Regions from separate parts of the Sus scrofa genome. Here all the other regions are linked to region 1. Evidence: chromatin contacts called from public promoter capture Hi-C data. All regions are on one chromosome and are shown on one strand. Each heading gives the region's core, a stretch centred on a gene start, on an enhancer-like site or on the middle of the called end of the contact. The rest is flanking DNA. Distances are from core to core; before and after follow the strand shown.

The links. Promoter capture Hi-C pulls out the DNA fragments that hold promoters and counts their contacts.
Region 2: a contact with region 1 is called in a promoter capture Hi-C map of liver, with 2.6 times the contacts expected there. The contact joins the promoter of PRMT1 here to the promoter of HRC in region 1. A contact is called at or near these places in 1 of 5 promoter capture datasets (liver) and 4 of 47 Hi-C or Micro-C datasets (embryonic fibroblasts, epiblast stem cells, heart right ventricle and 1 more).
Region 3: a contact with region 1 is called in a promoter capture Hi-C map of liver, with 6 times the contacts expected there. The contact joins the promoter of RPL18 here to the promoter of HRC in region 1. A contact is called at or near these places in 2 of 5 promoter capture datasets (fetal liver and liver) and 2 of 2 datasets of contacts at active chromatin or transcription factors (alveolar macrophages and skeletal muscle).

Annotation. Positions count from the first base shown.
Region 1 is chr6:54,339,726-54,344,146 of Sscrofa11.1, forward strand. It overlaps HRC (sarcoplasmic reticulum histidine-rich calcium-binding protein), which reads right to left and starts at 1,913. Exons shown (of 6, transcript XM_003127287.5): 1 at 109-1,913; 2 at 1-29. The coding sequence starts at 1,702. TRPM4 (transient receptor potential cation channel subfamily M member 4) reads left to right here and starts at 3,049. Exons shown (of 24, transcript XM_021094712.1): 1 at 3,049-3,183; 2 at 3,481-3,548. The coding sequence starts at 3,160.
Region 2 is chr6:54,716,880-54,721,300 of Sscrofa11.1, forward strand. It overlaps PRMT1 (protein arginine N-methyltransferase 1), which reads left to right and starts at 1,966. Exons shown (of 9, transcript XR_002344722.1): 1 at 1,966-2,113.
Region 3 is chr6:53,976,454-53,980,874 of Sscrofa11.1, forward strand. It overlaps RPL18 (60S ribosomal protein L18), which reads right to left and starts at 2,228. Exons shown (of 7, transcript XM_021094700.1): 1 at 2,076-2,228; 2 at 778-864; 3 at 359-466. The coding sequence starts at 2,078.

The DNA.
Region 1 (4,421 bases), core at 663-3,162:
GTTTCCGTATTCCTGGGCACCCTGGGGACCTGGGGGGACAAGAAAGAGGGCAGCAGTGACCCGGGCTGACTCTGCTCTTCCCCACCCCCACCTAGTCAGATCACTTACCCACGTCCTCACCACTCTCCTCCTCGCTGGAGGCACCTCCCGCCTCCCTCCCAGCCAGTGGGTTGGGGATGATGGTGACGGGCAGCTCCTCCTCCTCCTCGTCGTCTTCCTCCTGGTGGTCCTGGCTCAGTGGGACCCAAACCTCAGCCCTCTCTTCCCTCCTCTCCTCCTCCTCTTCTTCCTCCTCCTCTTCCTCCTCCTCCTCCTGGCTCAGGCTGAGGCCATGACCTTCCTCCTCGTCTTCCTCATCCTCCCGGTCCAGGCTGCCCTGGTGGGTGCCTTCTCCTTCCTCTTCTGAACCTTCACCATCCTCTTCAGGGGAGCTGTGGTCCTCTTCCTCTTCCTCCTCGGAATCACCCTCCCCTAAATGGCTTCTATCCTTGACCCCCATGTGTTCCCGGGGACGGGAGCTAGTCTCTTCTTTGATGGATCCTCTGTGGCCTTGCTGCCTGTGGCTGGCAGGCTGGTGGCCAAGCTTGGTGGAGATGTCCTCATCTTCCTCCTTGAGGACCCCGGGGTGGTGACGACCAGGGCTCTCTCTCGTATATTCGTCTGGGAAGTCCTCCTCCTCCTCAGTGCTCTTGTGGCCTTGGGCTTGGGGGCTTGCAGCATGGTGGCTGAACTTGACCGTGATCTCCTCCTCTCCTTCCTCCTCCTCATCTCCAAGGCCATGGTGGGTATGTCTGGGAACCTGGTGCCAGTGTTCAGTGGATACGACCTCATCCTCATCTTCCTCATTTCTGTGGCCTGGGTGTCCGTGGCCAGGGACATGATGGTGGTGCGAGTCTGAGACGTCTCCATCCTCTTCCTTCTCGTGGCCTTGATGCCCGTGCGTCTGATATTTGTACTCAGCGGAGTCACCGTCATTGTCGTCATCTTCTTCTTCTTCATGGCCTCGGTGTCTGTGGCTGGGGCCGTGATGGTGACGTCCAGCTGAGACGTCTTCGTCCTCTTCCATCCCGTGGTCTCGGTGCCCGTGGGCCTGGTGTCCATACTCGGTGGAGATGCCGCCTTCCTCCTCCTCTTCCTCCTCCTCTTCTCCATGGCCTCGGCGTACATGCCTGATGATATGATGGTGTCGCTCGCTGGACACAATTTCATCCTCATCCTCGTCTTGGTGGCCGTGGCTCCCATGGCTGGGGAAGTGGTGCCTGGGCTCAGCTGAATCATCCATGTCTTTGCTCCCACGGCCTCTGTGCCCACCCGCCTGCGGAGCATGCGCTGTGGTTCCCTCCTCCTCAGAGATGTTCTCATCTCCCACCTCGTGGCCTTGGTACCTGTGGCCTTGGCGGGGATGGGCTGCTTTGGAGACATCTTCTTCCTCTTCTCCGTGGTCTCCAGAGGCCCAGAAATGATGCCCACTCTCCGTGGAGACATCGCTGTTCTCATCCCCATGGCTTCTATGGCTATGCCCGGAGTGACCGAACTTGCCTGATGCGTCCTCTGTGGGCCCGGGGATGCCTGCGTTGTTGTTCAAGTTGCTGGGGCCCAGCCCAGCCCCTCTCAGCTGCTGGGTCATAGCAGGGGGGAGGAGCAGGCTGGCCACAGCAGCCCAGAGGAGAGACGCCTGCAACCATGGCCCAGGGTGGCCCATGGGGACAGACCAGCAGCAGAGCTTCTCCCTGGGCTGGCTCCCGCTGTGGCTGAGGCTATGTCGATGAATACTGGGGTCCCTGTCCCTTTGGGGTCCTTCTCTTTCTTTCTCCCTGTGTCTTTCCTTTGCTGTGTCTCTCTCTGTCTCTGCCCTCTGGCCCTCACTGCCAGGCTCCAGACACCCCTCTGAGACAATCTCCAGAACCCCCTGACCCCCTCCGCCCCTCCCTCCCGCTCCCCAGCCAATAGGGTCTCTCCCCTCCCCTCTCTGTGGCTAAATTTACTTTCGGCCCGGAGTTATTCTGGGTTAGGCCCGGCCTGCCCCTCCCCTCCGGCTCTTTCTCCTCTCAGCTGGGGAGGGGGTGAGAGAAGGGGTCTCTCTTTGGCCAGGAGAGGGGGCCAAGGGACTTGATTTTGAATGCCGACAAGTTCCGGTTTGGCAGCTGCAAAAATGGTGTCAAATTTTCAGTGGGCCAATTTGGGGGGAGCCCGGGCCATGGGAGGAGGGGAGCGGGAAGGGTGTATTTGAGGGGAGAGACCCCTGCCAAGGAAGGATTGGGGGTTAGATTATGGGGAGTTTCCGGCCAGAACGGGCGACTTTGCTGAGATGGTGGATGCCCACAGGGAAGCCCTGGACAGGGGTGAGAGGAATTGTGCTCCAGCGTGCGTACCCATGACCTCCTGTCCCTGGAACTCAGATCTGGGGGCAGGGGATGGGGCCAGGCCAGGGCTATAAATACAGCAGGGGGTGTGTGTGTGCAGGGGGCTCAGGTTACTCAGGAGGCTGCAGCTGTCCCTGTCCCTGGAGAGCTAGCAGGAGACATGGGGGCCCTGCCTGTGTATCAGTACCTCCCCCTCATCCTATCACTGCTGTCCTCACCCCTCGCTCTTTGGGTTCCCAGCCTTCTCTGTGGGTTCCCTTCTCTCAGTTCTTGTTTCTTCACCCGCTCTCTTGGAGTCCCTGTCCCCCTCCCCAGGATTCTGTCCCCTTCTCACTCTCAGGCTTCTGTCTCTCCCTCTCAGTCTGAGTGTCTCCGCCGCGCCCCCACCCCGCCCCCGCCAACTTCCTTCCAAGCACCCCCCCCTCGCTTTGGGTCGATGTAGCCCCTCGCCAATCTCTGTCCCCCCTTTCTGATTCCCTGTCCCAACCTAAGGCTTCGTGTCCCCATCCCATCCCCTTTTTGTGTGCCCTCTCCCTCATCACTGGCATTTCCTCTCTGAGTCCCTGTCCCCCACCCCGGGTCCCCGGCCCCCTCTCCCCGGGTCTCGCCTGCCGGTCCCTCAGACCCTTTGCCCCGCCTCCCGCTCTGCGCGTCTCCGAGATTCCCCGCCCCCTAGACCTGGCCCCGCCCAGGCTGGGCTGGGACGTAGTGGATCCGGTTTGTCCCGGGCGCGTCTAGAGCCCGGGTTGGTTGAGGGAATGCAGGGAGTCGGATAGTTTGCAGAGGCTGCAGCAGCATGGTGGGTGCGGAGAAGGAGCAGGTACAGCGGCCGGACCCCGGGTCTGAGGGAACAGGGAGCTGGGGGCCGGGACCCCTGGTTCCCGGAGAGGAGGGCGCTGGAGACCCAGATTCTTGGGTCAAAGAAGGGGGCTGCTGGGGCCTCGGACGCCTGGGTCCTTGGGGACAGATGGGGGCTGGGGGGAATCGAGTCTCCTGAGTTTGGGGGAGGCGGGCGCTGGGGTCCTGGACTCCTAGGTCTAGGCTGGGGCGCGGGTGAGTCACTCTGTGTCCCTTAGGACTGAACTGGTTCCCCTTCACCCCTTGTTCTTGTCCCCAGAGCTATATCCCCAAGATCTTCAAGAAGAAGACGTGCACAACTTTCATCGTTGACCCCACAGATCCGGGGTGAGGAGCCCACCCGGGGACCGACCCCAGATGTCCACCCCGCCCACCTCAGACCCCGCCCTTCGGCTCCTCCCCTCCCCCAGTCCTGTCCCCGCAGACACTCCCAAGGGCGTTCCCTGGTGGCTCTCTCCCTCGGGGAGGGCTTCGGTCCTTCTGCAAACACATCCAACTAATCCTTCTCACGCTCAGGGTCCGTGTTAAAGCCCCAGGGCTGGGTTCCGTTTCTTTCCTTCCTCGTGTCTCTCCCGTGTGTCTCCGCCTCCTGGTGTCACTTTCTCTGTTTTTCTCTCTCGACTGTCGCTGTTTCATTCATTCGTCCACTCCTCCAAGAAACCCTCACTCCGCACGTCCAAGGGGGCATGATTTTCAAGAGCACAGGCCCTGCTAGGGTTCTAATCTCGGCTGGGACACGTGCTGTGTGGCTTTGGGCAAAACGTTTCACCTCTCTGGGCCTCATCCGTCATCTGGGCATAAAAACAGGCTCTGGCTCTACCTGCTGGAATTCTTGCGCGAATTAAACAAGTTAATGCTTGTGATACTTCCGAACGTGCCCAGCACATGGTAAGCACTGGAAAATAGCTCTGGTTCCTCCAGGAAGGTAGCAGTTACCTAGTGTGTGCAGGCTCTGGGCTGGTGCTCCGTGGCTGGGCGGTGGCCACCCTTAGGGACTCCTGGCCTTCAGCAATGTTTTCTCAAGGGGTTTCCGGCTTCCTGGTGTCCTCAAGATGATCTTTGGGGTGTGGGAAATACCAACATTCCTAACTTGGTATGCGTATTATTATGAATTTATTAGTGCAGGATGGCTTGAATTATGTATAAATAGACATATTATTTAGGGGTGAGTGCTCAAAAACCTTTTGCAGATGGAAGTGT
Region 2 (4,421 bases), core at 716-3,215, 380 kb after region 1:
GACTAGTATCCATGAAGACTCAGGTGCCATCTCTGGCCTCGCTCAGAGAGTTAAGGATCCAGCATTGCTGTGAGCTGTGGTGTAGGCCGGCGGCTACAGCTCTGATTCAACCCCTAGCCTGGGAACCTCCATATGCTGCAGGTGTGCCCCCCCTCCAAAAAAAACCCAAAACCTGACATTGAGAATTTATTATAATATCTCGTTCTTAGCAACACAATGCAAAAGTAATTGATTGGCTTAAAACGGTTGGATATTAGAAAAAAATAGTTCCCTGGTGGCTTAGTGATTAAATATCCTGTGTTGTCACTGCTATGGCTGGTGTAACTGCTGTGGCTTGGAAACTTCTCTATACCTTGGCTGTGGCCGAAAAAAAAAAAAAAGAAAAGAAAAGAAAAGGGAAAACAGCACTGCTTGTTAAAAATACACCAAAGACTTGAGTAGACCCTGGCAGAAGATACACAGATGGCCAGTAAGGCAGGTGAAAGGAGGCTAAACAGCCGTGGTGATGAGGGCAATGCAAATGAGCTAATCGGTTTATACCTACAAGACTCTTAAAATTACAGGTTGATTTTTTGAAGTGCTGGAGGGGATGTGGAGCCCACAGAACGTTCATGGGTCACGGATGGGAATGCAACATGCTACAATACAGAGGGGAACTTTGGCAGTTTCTTAGAAAGATACACCTAGCATATGACCCAGCTGTGTTCTCAGTTTACCCAGGAAAAGGGAAAACATAGATCCAGAGAAAGCCTTGGTCATGATGGTTCACAGCCACTCTATTCCTAACAGCCCTATCCTGGAAACCACCCACATACCCACATACCCATCAAGAGGAAAATGTAACCCATGGATTCAATGGACTACTCCTCAGCCATGAAAAGGACTGGACAACTGCTAGGTGTGACATGAATGATTCTCAACAGCATTATGCTCAGTAAAAGAAGACAAACACTTGTGTACATACTGTAATTACATTTTTACAAAAATGTTTTTATCATTTTTACGAAATTTTAGACATGGAAAAGATGCGTGACGGTGACAACACAGAAAGTGATGGTTTCTGGGGTTGGGTGGGGAGATGTTGAATAGAAAAGGTCATGAAAGAACTTTCTGGGGTGATGCATATATTCTGCCAGTGGCACTCATCTTCATTCAGTACGTAATTTTCCTGCAGGTTTAGGAAGGCTCCCTGGAGGAGGTGGCAGCTAAAGGGCGCCCTGACTGACAAAGGAGTTGGACAGAAAAAGGGGGCGTGTGTTACCTGCAGGGGTGGACTTGGCAAAAAGCAAAGTGGCTTGAGTGGGGTCACTGGGTTTAAAAAACATGGAACAATTAAGTAGCGGGCCAGGGGTTAAATACCTTGACGCCCGAGCCCCATTCCTGATTTGTTTCGGGACCCCAGACATGAACTCCCTCTCTTTGGGCCTCTCGTTGGGTCAGTTTTCCTTCAGGAAAATGGGCACAAGCTCCTTCGTTCCTCCTGAGTGCCCGCCCCTCCGGCTGGGAGAAGCCATCAAAAGGGCGATGACTGACAGTTCTATTGAGCCAATCGCTGGAGCCTAAAGCCCTGCCTTCCTTTTTCGTGGGCCAATCGTCACGTTCTCCTTGAGGCCGGCCAAAAGCTTCGTGACGTCACAACAGCTGATAAACCAATAGCAGCCATCAAGAGGCGGGTCATTTTTGTGATAGACTGCTCTGTTTCAAGATGTCCGCTTGGCGCGGGGTCCGCCGGGAAGCTTGAAGGCGGTGCTGAGGGGAAAGGGGCGGGAACTCCCTGTTGACTTTGCCCAATCACCTGTCGCACTTCTTGCGATAGACAGGCAGTCCCTCCCATCCCGGTCGACCTAAAGGGGCGGGGTTCTGGACGCCAGACTGGGCGGTCTCCTCAATTTTGATGGGCGTCTTTTTAGCCCAATTGCAAAGCGGTATTCCCAGACGGGTCACCTCCGTTACCAATGAGATCTCCTGGCGGGGTCGCGGTGGGCGGGCCGTGGACCCTCCGGTATAAGGCGGTCCCGGGGGAGTGCGGAGAAGGGGGGGGTCTCGGCGGCCGGAGGAGGAGTAGGTGCGGGTGAAGATGGCGGCAGCCGAGGCCGCGAACTGCATCATGGAGGTGAGCGCCTGGAGCGCCGTCGGGGGCGGGGGGCAGTTTGAGGGTCAGCGTTTTATGCCTCCGTCGTGGGGAAGGGGCTCTGAGTCGCCGGATTGGGGTTGAAATCCTTTAGTCGTACGGAGGGGGCGCCGCATGCTCCGGATCCGGGATGCCGTTTGAGGTGCGGGTTCCCTAGCTTTCGAGCGCCTGTGGCACCCCCTAGAATCGAGGGTCTCGTGCCCCCTCCCACGATGAGAAGGGCTGGGGGCGCTTCCGGCCTGGTCCCCACGTGGCCGCAGCGCGGTGGGTGGGGAGGGGGTGTGCCGTGCCCGCCGGCCGGGCGGCCTCCACGTGCGGGACAAAGGCCCCGCCCCCGGTCGGGGGAGGGGCGCCCTGAGGGGGGGCGGGGAGGAGGCTCCGACCCTCCCTCTGAGGCCCCCTGCCCTCCTCCCCGGGGATCGTGACAAGCATCTCGGGGTGGGACTGACTTAGGGGCTCCGCCAAGTAAAGAGTCTCTTGGGAGGGCCGATGTATCTTGACCCTGAACAAACCCTTTGTGGGAGCGGGGCATCTGCTTAGGCATCGGTCCAGGTTTCGTGCATTCTTGAATTGGGATTGGAGGAAGACGAATTGGTTCCCTCTGGGCCCCCCTCCCACCCCAGTTTCCTGTCGATGGATTCTCCCCCGCCCGGGGCTTGGGGAGCTGGCGGGGGGGGGTGGAGCATGCCCCTGTGACCTCCCTCTGGTTGGGGGGGGGCATCTAGCAGAAGGAGGTCCTTCCCGAAAAGGCGTCGTGCACCCCCTTGTGGCCATTTCTGCTGTGTGGGAGGGACCTCTTTTTCATGGGGCGTGTCCCAAAGCCCACCTCCCCGCTGGAGCCTTCCAGGCGAGGGGAGAGAGAGTCTGTCTTGGGAAGGGGATCTGAGGGACTAGAGGCCGCGAACGTTGCTCCGTTTCTCTCCCCAGGGCATTTGTGAGGGTGGGAGTGAAACCTCCCCCTTCCTGAAGCCCTGTGTGAGGGTCCGGAGCGTGGATGCCTTAAACGGTGTTCCGTGAGGTTTGGTTCTCGTGCAGGCGTGTGAGGCTGGTTCCGGTGCTGAGTTTCAGGCCCTCCGGGGGCCTGCCTGGCGGAGGTGTCGGTGCTGAGAAGTAGGACCCAGCGGGAAATCCCCGCACAGGCCGCCCTCCTTTTTCCGCGTGTTCACGGGTTTGGGAGAATGGAGGTGGGGCTTGGAGCCCAGGGGGCTTCTGTCTGTGGTTTCACGCTTCTCGGAGCCTGACGGGTGGGTACATCTGGAAGAGATGCGATCCGGCGGGGCCTCTGTACTCTGGCCCGGTACCTTGTAGCCCTCTCTGGAATGGAGGGGAGCTCCCAGGGGTCACTCCAATGACTCCTGCCCCCCTCGGCTCTCTCCTGGGCCAGGGCCCGTGTGGGTGGAGGAAAGCGCTTCCCCAGAGGTTGCCCCAGGACTTGGCCCCGCACCTGGGGAGTTTCAGGGCCTGCCGCGGCGGTTGTTTGAATGTGGGCAGATGGGCTGAGGGTCCTGGGTCTGGCCTCCCCCGGCAGAGGGTAATAATCAGGGCGACTGGCTCTAACTGGCTTTGTTTGGGACTTGGCTGAGTCCAAGGCAGCAGCCAGGGGCCGGGCTGCCAGCTCTCGAGGGGGTGCCTTGTGCCACACCTCCTTTCTGGAATCCTCTCAGACAAGAGACTGGTTTGCAGTGGTGGCAGATGCCCAGTGGGTACACCCTGCCAGCCCCCCTCCCCCAGCTACTTAGGGCACCCAGGATGCGGGTGTGTGTCAGGAAGTGTCACCTAATCTGGGGGGATTAGATGATGAGGGGGAGTGACAGCTGGCAGTGCCTGTGTGCCCAGTGGGTGCCAGTTCCTCTGGCCTGGATGGGGGAGGTGCGCACGGTCAGGTGCCTTGCCCGACCGAGAGGGGCTGCGTGGGGGCAGGCCACCATCTCTCCAGCCTCAGCAGGGACAGAACCCCCTCCTCTCTTCCTCTGTCTCTCCCACCCCTTTCAAGAACAGTGTTCCCTCTTTGCTCACTCCCTCTCCCACACTCCCCACAAAGCAAAGCCAAATTGTAGGAAACACCCCCTTCTCCAAGAGCCCGGGTCCCCTGGCCTGGCCCTCCCCTAGTCTCTCCCAGTAGCTAATCCTTTCTCCCTGTTACTCTCTCCTAGAATTTTGTAGCCACCTTGGCTAATGGGATGAGCCTCCAGCCGCCTCTTGAAGAAGTAAATATCCTTTCGTGAGCCCCTTCCCCACATAAACATACCTCATCACACATCAGGCCCTTCCTACTGGCCCAACTCTGAGC
Region 3 (4,421 bases), core at 978-3,477, 360 kb before region 1:
ATTCGACCCCTAGCCTGGGAACCTCCTTATGCTGCAGGTGCGGCCCCAAAAACCCAAAAACAAAAACCAGACCCGTTCAAGAGATGTCACCTACAGAGAGCTCTTGACATACGGGGCTTGCTCTATGACTTGGCCTCAGGAAGGCCTCCTAAGGTCGCTGTAACCAGCACCCAGCACCAACCAATGAGAAAGAAAATGAGACCAAGCCAGTCCAAAGCCCCTGCTGTTCAGCTACAACCAGAGGTTTAGAGCTCTGTGCCCACCACCAGAGCTGCAAGCCCGCCCTTCCCCCTGAAGTCCAGCAGACACCATCCAGCTGCCCCCCAGGTTGAGGATGCTCCCAGCATCAGTCCCTCACCATCCGGGAAAGCGACAGGGGTGGCCGGTTGGTGCGACTCATGAACAACCTCTTCAGCACAACTTGATTGAAGGTGGAGTTGGTTCGTCTGGCCAGAAACCTGTACAGCTGGAGAAGGAAAAAGGAAGAATGAGGCCCCAGGGCAGCCGACTCCCCCATGGCTTTCTAACAAAGGGGCAAATGACTGAGGGCTTCCCCCATCCTGCTGAGCCCAAGGGAGCGAGCTGGCCCAGATCTCTCCTGGCTGGAGACCCAGAAAACCTCCCTCCCCATCCAAGGTCAGAGGATGAAAAACTCTGGACTCCCCAAAAGCTTGGAGAAAGAACCAGTGATTCGAGCTTGGACCAATACTGCCACAGAGGCTCTGGAACCTGTAGTTCGGGGGTGGCCTTGTCTAAGGGTCTCAGGCCCAACCTCACCTTGACCAGCAGCCTCAGGTAGATGTCCTGGCTCTTGGGCTCCTTGCGTCGAACCTTTCGGTCCTTGTTGTGGCGGATGTCAACTCCCTGCAGGGGTGAAGGGAAGACCATGAACCCAGCCCTGACTCGATCCTCACCTCACAAACATTCTCAATGAGCCCTTACCTCTGAGCAAGAGCTAATGCAGTCTCTGGAGACAACGAACTCCAATCTGACACTCGGAGAGCTCTGGGAAAAACCACTTAACCCCCTACCCAATGACCCCTTTGTAGAAAAAAACTAATTCAACATAAGCCTTCAGCACATGACACACAGCACACACCCTGAAAGACCTCAACAAAGGAGCCACACTGACTCAAATTTTTAGTTCCAAAGAACTAAACTGTGTTTTCAGGGATGTATTATTTAAGCACCCCAAACTCACTCCGAAAAAGCAGAACCAAAATCACTTAAACCAAAGGCAGACTTAAAAAGGTATTACGGTATCAATGAACTTTTTTTTTCAGTAATCCGTACAAAACTACTTCTAGGACTTTTCTTATACTATCTCCTTGAATCCAACAATCTTTTATGAAGTTAGTTTCCCACTTTAGCGCTAAAAAAAAACTGAAAGCAGCCTACGATTTCCACTACAGCCCCTGCCTACTTGCCTAAAGAGGTTTTTTTTTGTTTACTATGCTATTAACTGGAAAGAGGTATTTGACCACTGATACCTCCAGCACTTAATATACGCAAAAGCCTACAACAAGCACACTTCCCGGGACTTATTTCTTCCCAAACTCACATCTGTGAGACATAATTACTGGGCCCCCAATGATAAAGTCAAGATGCTTTCCCCGCACAGAAATGATACGTTGGGCAGTGAATTGAGATTCGAATCGAAGCCTGCCTGGTCCCCACACCCAGGCACCAGACGCTCAGCAACTCCCCCAGAACCCAGCTTTCCAGGCCGGGGAGTGACAGGTCCAAGGGCAGCACAGGCAAGAGTGGCTGTGGGATCAGCGCCTGGGTCCGAATTCTGACTCCGCTCTTTATTGTCATTACGTTACCGGTCATATTTAACTCCCTTACCCCTCAAGTTGGTCATGTACTCAATGGGAACCATAAAAGAATACGGGAGGACGAGAAATTGACGACTCCCATTTCTGCTCTTCAAGCCCCCAAAATAGCTCCCCAGCCCGGGAGTCGCTTCCTTTGGACACCCTGGGACCCCTGCCTCCCTCTGGAACATCCTCGGTCCCAGACCGCAGCGGATGGCAACGGATGATCAATGCCCAAACTCCGCAAAGCGCGCTCACCATGATGGCGCCTCCTCCTTAGCCAGGTCCGGAAAGAGAGACAGGGAGCTAGGGTGGGCGGGGAAAGCCGTCAGTGAAGGGCTCGTACGTGACGTCACATGGACGCGACGCGGCACTCTACCGCGACGCCCGCCCTCTCTATGGTGATCGGAGGACCGGCTAGATAGACGCCTCCGGAATTGGGTGTCGGTTCCCTGGTCCCTAGGAGGGAAGGGTCTGTACGTCGGGGCCTCTCTGGCCATATCCAGTCTCTGTTCTCGATAGTCTTCCGGAAGAAAGGGCGCTGGGAACGAGGGAGATGTCGCGCAGAAGTAGGAAGACGCGTCGTGCGTTGACGCTCTGGCCCGACGCCGACGGCCTCTCGGTGGCTCCCGGAGGACCCAGCGGCCCGAGTCTTGGAGGTGAGGAGGCGGGGCTGGCGGGACCAGTCCGGACGTAGGGAACCGTCTGACCCCAATCTTTGAGCGTTTCCTTATCGGGTTCACCTCTGCCTTGTCTCGTGCCGCGCTTGCCAGGCGCGGCCGCAGCTTGAGAAGTCTTGCTTGAGGTCTAACCCGAGATCTTCTTGCTGCAGTCCTGTCTGTGGCATCCGGTGTTTCCACCTTTTAGGTTCAGCTTCACCCTCTTCTCCCAGATGGCCCTTCCTTAACCCCTCCTCAGCCTCTGCCACCCGGAGGCTGCTTCTCCCAGCCAGAGAGTTTCAAGTGGCCCAGCGGGTTCGGTATGAGGGATGTGCACGGTACTGGAGCGCAGAGGAGGCAAGCTGAGGCTGCGGGCTGGGGCGACGCGGTGGAGAGAAAAAAATTCCTGAAAAAGAAAAGTGGAGAGAATTAGAGAGAGGGAGACCGAGATTCAGAGGAGGGAAGGAATGGAGACCCAGAGGGGAGTGGACAGAGACGGAGGGTGGGGGAAATAATGACGGGAGGTGGGAGGATGTTAGAAAGAGAGGGAAGATGGAGGTCTAGGGAGAAGCAGAGACAAATTCAGTTCCTTACTAAGCATAAGACCTTGGGCAAAACCTTTTTTTGTGTATTACTTTCCTTATTTGCAAGAAGGGGATGATAATAGGCCTGGCACATGGAGTGTTTTCTAGCATTATATAAGTTAGTTTAAATGCTTGGGACAATGCTTTGTACTTCTAAGCGCTGAGTTAACAATTAGCCTCTAATCCTGTTGGCTCTCACTGGGGAGGTGGAGAGGACCAGATGGACTGGTTGGGGCAATGAGGAAGCTGACTTGTCCATTCTTGTCTTCCTCTTCTGGGAAGCCCTGCCCCTTGGGCCCCCAGCACTTGGGGCTTGGCCTCCTCTTCTCTGCCCTTAATACTCCTACTTATTCATCTCTCCTCCCCAGAGCCACAGGCCAAGCCTGGACCATGATGCCTGACTCCTTGCCCATACCACCCTCCCATGGCCTCCCAGCCGGGGCCACGTTGATGTTGTAACACAGCAGGGGGCCTGCAGACGAATGGATTCCTTAAAGCAGAAGAGGAGCACGATCAGGTAAGGGTCTATCTGCAAGTCAAGATAACCATACCTTGGGACAGTTTTCTTCTCCCCATCCTTGTCCCTGTTCCCTGGTCTCTGAGTCCCAGCCTCTTCGATCAATGCATCTGTCTTTGTTTCCCCTGGAGCCCTAAGCTCACACACTGTTTCCCTGTCTCTCCATCTTACTGGGTTTCTCTTCCCCATCTCTCTCTGGGTCACTCTTTGGTACATATTGTCTGGTGCTGGTGCTGCTCTGGATTGAACACTAGGTACATTGTTTGGCAATAAATGAACTTCTTCCTCTGTTTATCTCTTTCTAGCAAGCTCAGTCGCTGTCTCCTTCAGCCTGTGTCTTTCTTCCTTCAATTGTCTCCTAGGTCACCTGATGCTATTCTTGCCTTGGTTTCTTTCAGTCTCACCATGTCTTTGCCTCTCTATGTCAACATCTTTGCTTTCTGGCTCTTAGTTAGTCTCAGTTCTCCTCAGCCTCTGTGCCTCCAACATTCTCTCCCTCCCTCACCCCTGATCAGATACTTTCTCTCCTGCACCTCTGTCTTGCCATGTAACTGGGTCATTCACTGGGCAAATATTTATGTCGTGCTGCCTCCCGTATGGTTTGGGCCCAAAGTAAATAATACTTTGTGATTAATAAACCTCTCTTCCCTGGTTTTCGTTCCAAAAGTGTTTGTCCCCATCTGTCTCTGTCCGTTGTTTTCTGGGTTTTCTTGAGTCCTTACCTTGCACGTTCTTAATTCTACTGTCTCTTTCTCTCCTTGTTTATATCTCTGCTGTTCTTCTATATCTGTCTCTCTGACACCCGTAGCTCTGAAAAAGAGAGGACACTCCCTTTCCAGGTCTC